Regions from separate parts of the Sus scrofa genome. Here region 1 is linked to region 2. Evidence: chromatin contacts called from public Hi-C data. All regions are on one chromosome and are shown on one strand. The core of a region is the stretch at or near the end of the contact, and the rest is flanking DNA. Distances in the headings are between cores, read along the strand shown. Region 1 holds the start of KLHL20 (kelch-like protein 20). Region 2 holds the start of ZBTB37 (zinc finger and BTB domain-containing protein 37).

Evidence for each region. A called contact is a pair of places that touch in the nucleus more often than the background predicts.
Region 1: a contact with region 2 is called in a Hi-C map of skeletal muscle, with 6 times the contacts expected there. The contact joins the promoter of KLHL20 here to the promoter of ZBTB37 in region 2. A contact is called at or near these places in 2 of 47 Hi-C or Micro-C datasets (heart right ventricle and skeletal muscle) and 2 of 2 datasets of contacts at active chromatin or transcription factors (alveolar macrophages and skeletal muscle).

The regions. Positions count from the first base shown.
Region 1 is chr9:116,003,987-116,010,245 of Sscrofa11.1, reverse strand. KLHL20 (kelch-like protein 20) reads right to left here and starts at 4,684. Exons shown (of 12, transcript XM_005656716.3): 1 at 4,537-4,684; 2 at 3,579-3,642. The coding sequence starts at 3,601.
Region 2 is chr9:116,144,398-116,150,608 of Sscrofa11.1, reverse strand. ZBTB37 (zinc finger and BTB domain-containing protein 37) reads right to left here and starts at 1,375. Exons shown (of 5, transcript XM_013989614.2): 1 at 1,272-1,375; 2 at 428-628. It overlaps LOC110255511 (a long non-coding RNA gene), which reads left to right and starts at 1,476. Exons shown (of 11, transcript XR_002335927.1): 1 at 1,476-1,611; 2 at 2,296-2,348; 3 at 2,536-2,810; 4 at 3,120-3,151; 5 at 3,475-3,514; 6 at 3,781-3,814; 7 at 3,969-3,998; 8 at 4,192-4,241; 9 at 4,924-4,953; 10 at 5,141-5,185; 11 at 5,366-5,448.

The sequences.
Region 1 (6,259 bases), core at 3,435-5,934, 140 kb after region 2:
TGCAACCTCATGGTTCCTAGTCGGACTCGTCAACCACTGCACCATGACGGGAACTCCTCGTCACATATCCTATACTTGGGTTATACTTATATTCCATACATGTTATACCCGTCCAGGTCTTGGGGTCTTCTTCTTTTTTTTTTTTTCTGCATAGCTGTTCCTTCTGTTTATGGTGTCTTTTATTATCTCCCTTTTTAAATTCTTACCCTTTAAAGTGCACTCTTTACTTTAAAGCAAATTCTTATTCTTTCTAGAAGATCCAGCTCAAATATCACCATATCTGTGAAGCTTTCCCCATCTCCACAGAGGAGAGGTTTACATCTCTGTTAAAATCCTATTTGGAGTTCCCCTGTGGTGCAGTGGGTTAAGGATCCAGCATTGTCACTGCAGGGGCTTGGATCACTGCTGTGGCATAGGTTTGATCCCTGGTCTGGGAATTTCCATATGCCATGAGTGCAGCCAAAAAAAAAATAATAATAATAAATAAAATAGAAAACTGTTCATGTTGTATTATGGTATCTGTTTACATGTCTTTCCATCACTTCATCTGTATATATGCAGTATACAGGCATAGAACAAGTATTATGAACATTTGGTGAGTGAATAAACCAATTCCTGTTAAAGCCAAGCTTAGTTTACTATTTGTATATTTAAGGAAAGATGGAAGAATTATACTGCAAAACGTTTTACTGTCTCTAAATTAAATAAATGATTAAAAAATAATATTTTGGGAAATAGGCACACTGTTGATGAGACCACAGATTGGTATAATCTCTAAGGAGGGAAGTTTGTTAAAATTAACCAAAAATTTTAAATGCATGTACTCTTTGGGCAATTTTAGTTGTTTTTTTTTTTTTTTTTTAGGGCCGCACCTGCGGCACATGGAGGTTCCCAGGCTAGGGGTCTAATCGGAGCTATAGCTGCTGGCCTATGCCAGAGCCACAGCAATGCCAGATCTGAGCCACATCTGTGACCTATACCACAGCTCACAGCAATGCAGGATCCTTAACCCACTGAACGAGGCCAGGGATCAAACCTGCAACCTCATGGTTCCTGGTCGAATTCATTTCTGCTGCACCACGATGGGAACTCCTCTTTGGGCAATTTTACATCGAAGAATTTATTCTATACTTACAAGAATTTATTCTATACTTATACATACATGGATATTCATTGCAGAGCTGGATATAACAGCAAACCATCTGAAATAACTTAAATGTCTCTCAATGAGACTAGTTAACTTTGTGCCTACAGATAATAGAACACTATGTAACTATTAAAATGAATAAGATGGGTCTATAGGTATTTGCCATAATCTACAAAATAATATATGAAGTGAAAAAAGATACAGAAGAATGTGTATGATATGCAAACATACATGTTTTTTAAAAAGGGGATAATCTATATATGCTTGTAAATGCATTATAATACCGTGAAAAGAATGAATAAGAAACTGCTTTCAAGTGATTCTTCTGGAGAGGAAAACTGGGAGCTTGGGAGCTAGGGTCAGTATTAGCTGACTTTTCACTGAAGAGCCTATTTTATCTTTTAAGTTTTGTAGTATTTACACATAATAGCTAGTTAAATAAATGAATGCAATGAAGTTTTACTAATAATATGCCAGTCAGTTTCATAAAACCTTATGATAAGGCATTAGAATACTCTTAAAAACAATTTTCAATCTTTTCTTGGTCATGGTGCGCCACCCCCCTGCCTTGGGAAAAATCTGCAGGTACTGTTCAATTGTTGAGTGGTTCAAGCAATCATTCAGTGATCATTAGGTGCCAGGGATGCAAAGATATAGAAGACACATGAGACTCAAAAAGCTCACACTCCCGCAGGGAGAATAAACATATATTCAAATAATCTCAATATAAACAGTTATTTCTTTTTTCTTTTCTTTTTTTTTTTTTTTGGCCGTGCCCATGACACATGGAAGTTCCTGGGCCAGGGACTGAACCCTTGATACAGCAGAGACAATGCCAAATCCTTAACCAATAGGCCAACAAGGAACTCCTAAATAGTTATTTCTCATTCAAAGCTTCTCCAATAGCAGGTAAGTATAAACCCAAATGCTTTTTATGTTGCAGCAGCAAGAATGACAGCCCAATAAGGAAAGAGCAGGGAAGTGTGACTGTGACCTAACACACGTAGCAGGTAGAAGTGAAACCAGAGAGCAATAGTAGGCCAGGCTCTGCCCAAGTGATGGTGATGAAAAAAAAAACCAGGAACTTAACAATTAATGGCGCCAAAATTCTCCAACATCATTTTGATTAACTGGCAATGTTATATAATAAAACAAGAAAAAAAGGGTAGATATGAGTGATTAAGCAAATATTTTATATGGAAATTATTGATAAACCAAAAACATTCCCACATTTTAAAAATTAAAAATTAATTTTTTAAAATTAATAAGCTCTTATTTTAATAATTACATAAGATATGACATTCCTGGGAGCTGAGGATGAGAAACAATCAGTGGCTTTTTGAAATCATGTTAGAAGTTGAAATAACAAAGCACTTAATATATGTGTTAATTTCTTCATGTACTTTCAAACATTATTCCTACTATAGAATAAGACAAATAAGAAGGTCTATAATGGCATTTATTATATCTACAATAACTCTCCATTTGGAGATCTCAAAGCATTTGCAAACATTCATTACTCTCAATATCCTGGTCAGATATATTAGAGAAGAAAATTGGGGCACAGAGAAGATGAATAACTCAAGGGCAATCAAAAAAACTCAGTAATAGATTTGGAAAAATATTCATATTCTGGTTCTTGTTCCTTAGTTCTAAGTCATATCCCCATCATGGTATGCTTCTTTTCTTGAAAGGGTCTGCCAGAGCTGTTTATCTTTGATGTTAAACAAAAAATAATTAAATACAGTTCAATAAGAGTGAAATGAGTTTAAAAATGAAGAAATAGAACTGGGCTGACTTTATTTCAATAACGATTTGAGTCCTATTTGTTAAAACAGATTGAGAAAAAGCATTACTAAATTCTAGGGTTGAGAAGGTCTATAAGTGTCTATATTTTCCCACACACTGTTCTATTTTTCTATGGACTAAGTTATTATGTCAAATACCTTTTTTAGTCTTCTAACAATCTTCCCTGCAATGCAGCTATTTTAATTCAAAGAACAAATGTATTAATGAACATGAGTGACATAACCAAAACCATAATTAGACATTCAGTACAGCGTATTATAAAAAATCATTATTCTTATATGGCAACAGAACCCTCTGTATTCTACAGGGAATTGAAGACTATAACTAATCTGTATAGTATCACAGTACGCATAATATTATCACAAAAAAATTACAACGCAAAAAAGAAAATTGAAGTGTTAACTACATAAAGCTCAAAGCACTCTTTAGAAATTTAAGTTCTACATTTTATTTTATTTAAAAAGCTATTAATTCCTAATATTACCTTTATTTTACAAGAATTTTTAATTCTAAACAGAATTTGGTAAGATTTGACAATCTTTTAAAAAGATTTAAATGAAGCCCTAGATTATTACGTAAATTTCATTTATTGAAACAGAAGATTTTCTTCCTAAATGCCTACCTGCGCATTGGCTTTCCTTCCATGCACCATGAAAAGTACCCTTCACCACACTCTAAAGCCGAACCTAAGACAACAGAAAAGCAGTAACTTAATAAAAACTATTTCTGATTTCTCCAGTAACAATCTCTACACATTCATCTTGTTCAGTGATAAAGAATTTTATATCCTACCATACGAAAGGCCTTTTGCAGATGCACAATCACAACCCTTAGCTAGCACCTTTAAGATGACCACCCTCACTCTGAACGCTAAAACGATTATATGGGAAGGTGAGAAAAGGTGCGCTAAATAGTCCCCCGACTGCTAGGTTAGTCTTCTCTCTTCAAAAAGTGCTTGGAGACATTTAACTTTGACAGAGTATTTACCAGATACCCCCAGCAGTACAAATACGATCAATCAGATAGAGAACACACGGGCTTAACGAGGGATATGAAAGCTCTTAGCTTGCCCAGAAGTGACAAGAAGCAGGAATAGGCACTTGCCATAAAAACAAACCAACTTCCCTTGCGATAGCCCGGGCTCCTAGAACAGAGTAGACAAACTATGGCTTCAGACTAACAGTCCCTCTACAAGCCCTTCCCCTCAGTTCCCGAAACAATGTTCATCACCCACTTGGCAAAGTCTTGAGGGTTAAGCGGGACGCACCGTATCCACTTTCTTTCCCCTAAATTCCGCCCCCGGTCTAGGGAAGCTGTCCAGGGTGCGGAACCCCACGCCCTAAGGCAGAACAGCCCAGCGCCGCCACGGGCTCCGGGGTAGGGTTGCCAGCCAGCTCGAGCGCAGTCAGGTGCCCCGCAAGGCCCAGCCCCAGTGCCCCGAACAGCCCCTTCTTGGTGCCTACTGACAAGCAGCGTGCAAAGCACGGCCCCTACCCACCTGGGCAGCCCAGCAATTTAGAACCGCAGATATTGCAAACCACTTGCTTCCCACTGCCCCAGCTCTAAGGCGGCTAACCTACCGGCTCCAACACTTTCTTGTCTTCCGTAGCCTCTTCTGCTTCCTCCTTTCGGCACCTCCACCCTTTTCTCTGCAGACGCTAGCGCAAGCAGGATGCGGCTCCCGGAGCGATTTCCTCCCCACCCTCGCTCCACTGCACCAGCAGGAAGTTGTCCTGTTCCTAAATACTTCCCTCTGGAACCCACATACTCCGACAAAGGGTTCCGGAGCAGATCAGGAAGTAGCCTTGCCCTGCTGGGGGCTTGGGTACTCTCAAAGACTGCATGTGCAGTTATCCAGTTCCTTGCACCCCGAGAGTGACCACTGTGCGAGTTCATCACTGAACTGGCAGTATCCGAATACTGAAGTCTCCTCCTCTCTTCGTTTTCCCCAGCAGAAGCCAATAGAAAGATGATAGGAGTCATGGAAAGCCAGGAATTTTGATTTATTTGTAGCTGGTGGTCTCCTATTAGCACAATCTTTCCTCTAATTGTGGACCGAATGATTGACACATGCATGTATGGGGTTTACACAAATTAGGTCCCTACTATGTGCAAGCTGCTGAGGATCCACAGACAAATCATAAACAGAGGCAACCTCCTAGATTTTCCACTGTTTAGGTTTCAAAACACCAGGGTTTTATTCAGGATGGCTATGTTAGCTTGCCCTTTCACTTAGCATTCACCAACAGACATTTAACAAAACACTTCTGTGTACCCACTTTAGCATTAGGTAGGAAAAAATATATTTTTCAATTTGTCATTTGGCCCATTTTCCTACAGCACACAGTCACAAAATTTTCACTCTATGTTTAGGAAACAAACAGGTGACAGTGTGGGGGATGCAATTATCAGTAATATCAGTGAAAGACTGTTGTTGGTTTCTTGTTGACTATATAGGCTAAGCATGAACTTAACCAGATTTTCATGGGATCTACATAGGATTGTCTAGTTGTTTCTGAACGGGAAAGTATACCTTTTGTTAATTAGCTTGTAGTGGGAAATGCATGGTATTTAGATCCAGGTATTCATAGTTTCAAATCCCAGGCCTGTGACTGACTAGCTTTAAGATCATGTTGTATATCCGGGAGTTCCTGTTGTGGCACAGTGGAAACAAATCTGACTAGGAACTATGAGGTTGCGGGTTCAATTACTGGCGTCGCTTAGTGGGTTAAGGATCCGGTGTTGCCATGATTTGTGGTATAGGTTGCAGATATGGCTCGAATCCAGGGTTGCTGTGGTTGTGGTGTAGGCCTGTGATTACAGCTCAGATTCAATCCCTAGCCTGGGAACCTCCATATGCTGCAGGTGTGACCCTAAAAAGAAAGAAAAAAAAAAAAAGGAAGAAATATCATGTTGTATATCTGGCACTTCGTAGGCACTCAACAAATGTCAGTTTTTCCTCCTCTCCTTTAAATGGACTCAACACTTACTGTATACCAAGTACCATGCTAGACCTTGGAAATACAGTTGTGAATGAGATGGACACCACCCTGAAGTGCTAGTGATCATTTATGTAGTTATGAAGGTTGACTGTCAACATTTTTTTTTTTCCATTTTAGGGCCACACCCACAGCATACGAAAGTTCCCAGGCTAGGGGTTGAATCAGAGCTGCGGCTGCTGGTCTACACCACAGCTACAACAATGTGGAATCTGAGCCACATCTGCGACCTGTGCTGCAGCTTGGTGCAACATGGGTCCTTAACCCACTTAGCAAGGCCAGGAACTCCAGAAGTATTCTAAAT
Region 2 (6,211 bases), core at 126-2,625:
AGGTAAACCTGCCTCTATCTAAATTCAAAGTTGGAGATTTCAGGGTGGTAACGACACTCTGATTCTGAAATTTAGTTCCCCAAAGCTGTTAATAAAATACAAGTAACAAAGCATTCATCATGTATGGCCAGTATTTTTACATTAAAAGATTTTTTAAAATAGCTGAACCATTAAGCCTGTAACCGCATCCAATAGTCTTCACTGGTTGAGAGTAGTTTGTATAAATCCCATAAAGAAGACATTGACTTGAGCTCAACGTGTTTCCATTTATCCGTAAATTTAGAAGACATTACATGGTTACCTAAGACCTGAAACTTCAGGAATTTATGCTGACTAGCTCACGGTATTGCCCCGCATTTACAACAGACTTATCAGTAAATAGGAAGTGTATACACAGCTTCTGAGAACCAACTTTAGCCAATCTGACCTTTTTCCAAAGCGTTTTGGTTTGTTTTGAAACTTTTAATCCAATAAGAGCCTCTGTCGATGCCATCATGAATTCAGATGTTTATTTTGGAGCCTACACCAGCGCCTTTTTTGTTTGCTCTTTCCGGCAATTCCCCAGTGAGGAGGAAGCCCCTGGAGTAAGTAAGGTCTTTCTCTATCGTCGGCACTGGAGGGGTGACAGCTGTAAAGAGGGAGAATAGGGAACCGCATGGGGTTGGCCACTCTGGTACTTGAGTGGCTTTCGTCGCCTTTAGGAGACGGGGAAGGGGAAACGAGCAGAAGATAGAAATGCCACCAAGGACCAGAAGCGAAAAGGGGAGCAAGGCGTGCGTGGGGCAGGGGAGCGAGCAATCAGGTGAGGGTAAAGGACCGGGAAGGGGGCGGCGCCCAGGGACCCGATCCAGGCGGTAGGCGTAGGCGGGCGGGGAGCTGCCCAGAGGTGGGTGTGTGTATCTGGGTGTGTCCGGGCTGCCGTGGGGGAGGGGGCCGCCCATCCCGGGGTCCTGAGGGAGGGGCTCGCCGAGGGGGCGGGTCCGGCAGCTCAGCCCGGCCCGGGGCCAAGAGGGTGGAAGGTCTCCCGGTGCCTTGAGGCGGGGTAGGAGGGAAGTGGCTGAACGCCCCAGGAGTACGCTGTGGCGGAGACCAGGCGAACCGGCCCCAATGCAGGGCAGCAGGACCCGCTTGCGAGGCCCGAGCCCAGTTAAGGAGCAGCACCTACCTCCGGGGGTGGAAATGGGCCGGAATGGGCCGGAACACCGTCCCGGAAGTGAAACCCCCCACCCCCTCCCCCAGAGCGGGCTACGTGCCGGAAGGAAATCACTCACCCTTACACCGCCCCTCTCCCCCCTCCCCCAGCGCTTTCCGTCCCTCGCGCCCCCTCCCCTCTCTTCTTTTCCTCCTCAGTCGGTAGGAGGGCGGGCGCTCTGTGTCACGTGGCCGGCCTGTCCACGCCCACAACGGCGAGCAGGAGCTGGTCAAGAGGTGGGGCCAGGGGGGAGCTTAGCGGACGGAAAGGAGCTACGGTTGGAGGAGGAGACTGAGGGAGGGGGAAGACTGGAGAGGGATGCTGGCGGAGAGAATGCGTCGTGACGTCACGGAAAAGAGTCCTTATATACTGGCGCCTGGGCGCCATCTCAGTCTTTCGAGGCTGCGGGTTGGCTCTTGGTGAGTGTGTTTTCTTTGTTTAAGTAAATTCTTGGTCTGAGGCCTCCAGTTTTTGGCAGTTAAAATCGCCAGTCCCTTTTAGGCCAGTCGCAGGCCTTCGCAGGGCTCAGAAGATAAGAATGGTGGAGCAGTGCGCCTTGGGTGGCCGGCGTGGCCTGATTTGTATTCGATTTGTTGGGTCGCACTGCGGAAAAACCTCGGCTCGGGGCCCTGCCTCTGATGAAGCCTGTGTTGGTAGGGACATCTGAGACTTGATGAATGCCAACGGCTCTGATGGCGGTGCTTGCCGAGTTGCCGAGCGGGTTTCTGTTAATGCCTTCTGCTCTTGCCTCTTCCCGTCTCTCAGTAAGGCCACGTGAGCCTCTAAATGGCTGCATTCCCCATTGCAGCATTTTAGTGCCCTCAGAATGCTCCTGTGAAATTTTGAGTGGTGTAGTAAAAGACCTGCAAACATGATGGGGAGACGACAATGATTAGATGTGGGGAAAAAACGAATTTTGGGAGTTCTTTGATGGCCTAGCAGGTTGAGGCTCCTGCATTCTCTGCGCTGTGGTTCTGGCTGCTGCTGTGCCGCGTAGGTTCGATCCCCGGACCAGGAATGCCCAGACACTATACTGCATGTGTGGCAAAAAAGAAAATACAAAAGAAAAAAATCTAATTTTGAAAATCCCTAATCTTTTCTAGGAATGGTGCTAGGGATGAATGCAATGTGGCTTTTGATGGCTTCTGATGGGCAGGTAAGAAACAGCTAAATGGAGAAGAATGGGATCTGCTTAGGTGATTTTTTTGTTAAGCCTATGATGGTTAAAGAGTAGTGGGCAGAAGGAATTTCTGAAAAATTCAATTCTGAGGCTTAAATTCTTAAGATATTAATGGTTAGCTTAGCAACGCAGTATGTTTCATTAGATTTCCTTTGTTTTCTAGCTAAGCGCCCAGGATATGAGAATCGCTGCTGGGGTGAGTTATAGAAATTCCCTCCACCAGGGGTGTTAGGTTGACAATTCCTTTGTGCCATAATGATGACATTTTATTTGCTACTCTTGACAGTGAGGATGACGAGAATCCTTACCACCATTATTCTAACTGAGGCACACAAAACAGTGGTTTAGAGGACATAGAAATTGCTCCTAAGCTTACATGAAACTGTTTCTTCCCAGGTTGTAAAGCGCAAGCTTAACACTGTATTTGTGGGCAAAAAGGTGAGAAACCTTTTTAAAGTCTATATACCCAGTGCTGTCCAATTCTTTGTATTTTTAGGGGTTGACAAATCACCAAATCAATGTTGATGGTTAAATTAGCGTTTTGCTCCCCTTTTCAAACCTGAAATTCTGCACCTTAGTTTTATACTTAACTTGCGGGGATCTGAAGAAACAGATACTGTGATGGTTGCATAGTTCAACAGATTGAATCATGAAAGAGTTAACATATGACTGAGTATCTGGGTTGGGAAAACTTTGGCTAATAGCATAAGCAAAGTACCACTTCTAATCTGACTTCTATTTTTGTAGGTGCTAGGCAGAGTTAGCTGAAAGGTGAAGAGGTAAGTAAAATTGTAATTGAACTAAACATTGGTGACTGGGCAAAGATGACAGAATGCCTCTGATGGGTTTTTAGGACTGCCTTTTAATACACGTGAAGCAATCCTACCATGAAGTGCTTGGACAGTGCTGAATGCATTAAGGCCAAATCCTTGTCTTGTTACCGTAAGGTGTATTGCTTTGGAAGAGCAGCCTGTGTGATGATAAGCGTATACTGACTGAACATGAAGGTCTTATATTAGCTCTATCTGATTTCAGGCATTTTTTAGGTTTCTGGGGAATAATTCATCTTTGACTACTGTAAAACCACTCTTTATTTCTTTAGGTGAACTTGTCTGACATGTCTGGACCAGCCTTTTTAGTGGGTAAGCATTAATGTTTAAAGCAAAATTTAGTAGGCTCAAAACTTAGGGTAATGCTGACAAGGTAGAATGCCTAAGCTAATTTTGTATGTTTGATTTGCAAACGTATGTTGAGCATGCTTTAGCAGGGTTTTTGTAATGATGTTGAGCAAATGTCTGACCTGAAATGAGCATGTAGACAAATCTAACACTGAAGGACCCTGTGACAAAAATAAATGAGAATTTAATGTATGATTGACCTTTTAGTGAAAGTGTCATTTCCTTTATAGGTACCCGGTATTATCTGTGGATGGCTTGTTTGGGGTAAGACATGAAAACAGTTCTTTGGCTCTTGGCACTTGGGGTTTTTGTTTTTATAATGTGCTAGTCTTAGTAATTGTGATGGTGTTTTCTGGTGTTGGACAGTTGGAGTATTGAAGCTATTTTGAAATGTGTCTGAAGAAATAATTTTTTTCAGGTGCAGATTTTGAGGACCTTTTGTATAAAGGTATGTATGTATTTTTATCAATTGTACTAGTTAGTAAGCAAAATGCTGTTAGTGATGATTTATAAAATTAAACAGATGGGAATCTCTCTGAAAAATAATGAAGATTTTTAAAAACTGAAACAGTGTTCAGAAGTTTTTTAAAAATTGTATTTCTACCTTATTAAATTTCATTAAGTTTCATTAAATTCTGCAGGTGTGAAGAGGCCTTGGCTACAAGGCATTGATTGGAACATGCCTTAAAAGGTATTGTAGCCTTAAGTTAGGTTTCTGTTTTATGTGATTTTTCTTTTTTAAGCCGATACAATGATGATAACATAGTTCAGCAGACTTGACAGTGATGAGCAAATAACTGTCTTTCGCTCCTATCTGATGTATCTGGCTGTAACAATTCTGTTTATACAGTTTCTCAGAAATGTTAATGGATTTGGATAAGCCTAATGACTAATGGAGATGTCCTATACTATTAAACTTAAGTCATAGTCAAGCTTAGGGTTACCAAGAGGGAAACTGAAGGCACACTACATACAAGGTAGCTAACCAGGGACCAACTATAATAGCACAGTGTGGTCTACTCAGTGTTAACCTAAAGCTAATACAACTTAATTCAACTATACTCCAATAAAAACATTAAAATTCCAGAATTACCAATTGACATTTAGATGAAGACAGGCTAACATTCTTGTGAGGAAGTTTTTATGGTATATAATGTACATAATGCCAGATGACTTGTTTAGTTGATTATTTTAGAATCATTTTTTAGATCGGCTTGGGATTCATAGCAAAGTTAACCACATACCATGCACACAAAATCTAGCACTGGAATAGTACGTTGGGGTTCACTCATGTTCTGAGTGGGGACAAGTGCTGACAAACACAACATACAAAATACGTTCACTGTCCTAAATTTTTTCACATTTTCAAACAGGCAGATCTTCTGTTACCCTGAAGATTCAAAGTAAGTCAGCCTTTTATATATAGTTATTATATGTATGTTTGAATGTAACCAGTGATGTGATGATTCTGCCAAATGAATAAGATGATATCACCCATAAACCGTTCCATTTTGATTCTGAGGTTACTAACAAGTATCACTTAAGTCTTGGGTTATTTTACTGTGATCTAACATGTTCTTTCCTTTTTAGGGCATTTAAATGAGCAGCAGTCAACGCAACTTAACCAATTGACAGGTGAGGCTTGAAAATATTAGTATTCTCTTGTTCTAGAATACATGATGATCTCACCCTAACTTGAACTCTCTCACTGATTATGTGTGATGATGATCAAAGATCTGATATTCTGTTTGCCAAATGCAGTTAGGACTGAAACAAGGAAATGGGAACTAAAAATTGCTTCTTTGTTTTTTGCAGGTAGCTGGATGGATGCTTGTGGGATGGATAGAAGAAAAGTAAACAACTTTGTATTTTAATAAATGTTTTTTACTTAAAAGCCATCTGAAGTGTACTCATTTCAATTTCATGGGGGGAAGGGAGGTGGGGCATTTTTGTAATTAAGACCTAATGGCATATTTTTTGCAGAAATTTTCTGAAGGGCCTTGTCAGTTTGTCAAGGATTGGGTTTATGGCCTGAGTCTAGAAAAGCAAAAAAAGCTTAAACCATCTTTATGCTGTGTAAGAAAGTTCCCTAACAAGGACAATATATTGAAAAACAGCCTCAATGGTCCTTAATTTCTAAAACTGGAGCAATAAATAAACCATTAAAATATTCAGAATATTGGGGGGAAATCACCATTTGCTGTTAGTAAGCACCAGGGTGTAATGAGTCTGGCAAATGTTTAGAATACCAAATATGGTATAATGGCCATTGGTATTCATTGATAATGAAAAGGCCTAGAATAAAGATGTTTGAAAGTTTTACCTGCTGGATTGGTTCTAGGACCTCTGGGTACTTAGGTCTTCTAGTGCTAGAGGAGTAAATAGTTGAGTATATATATATATAATGGTAGTACAGTCAGCCTGCCATGGATTTTAAAACATTATCTAGTGTTACTAAACACTGATTTCCCATGCCTGTTTGGGTTTTGTAGTTTATGGGCAAGTATTTTAGCCAACAGTTTATTTCTCATAAAATGTTAAAAAATCACTTCATAATCGCAATGATTAGCTGGATTTACATTTAATAGGCAAATAGCTTGGAGATGATGCGGGTTTAGGTCCAAACCTAAGCCATTGTCAGTCCCATGATTGCTTTCCCAG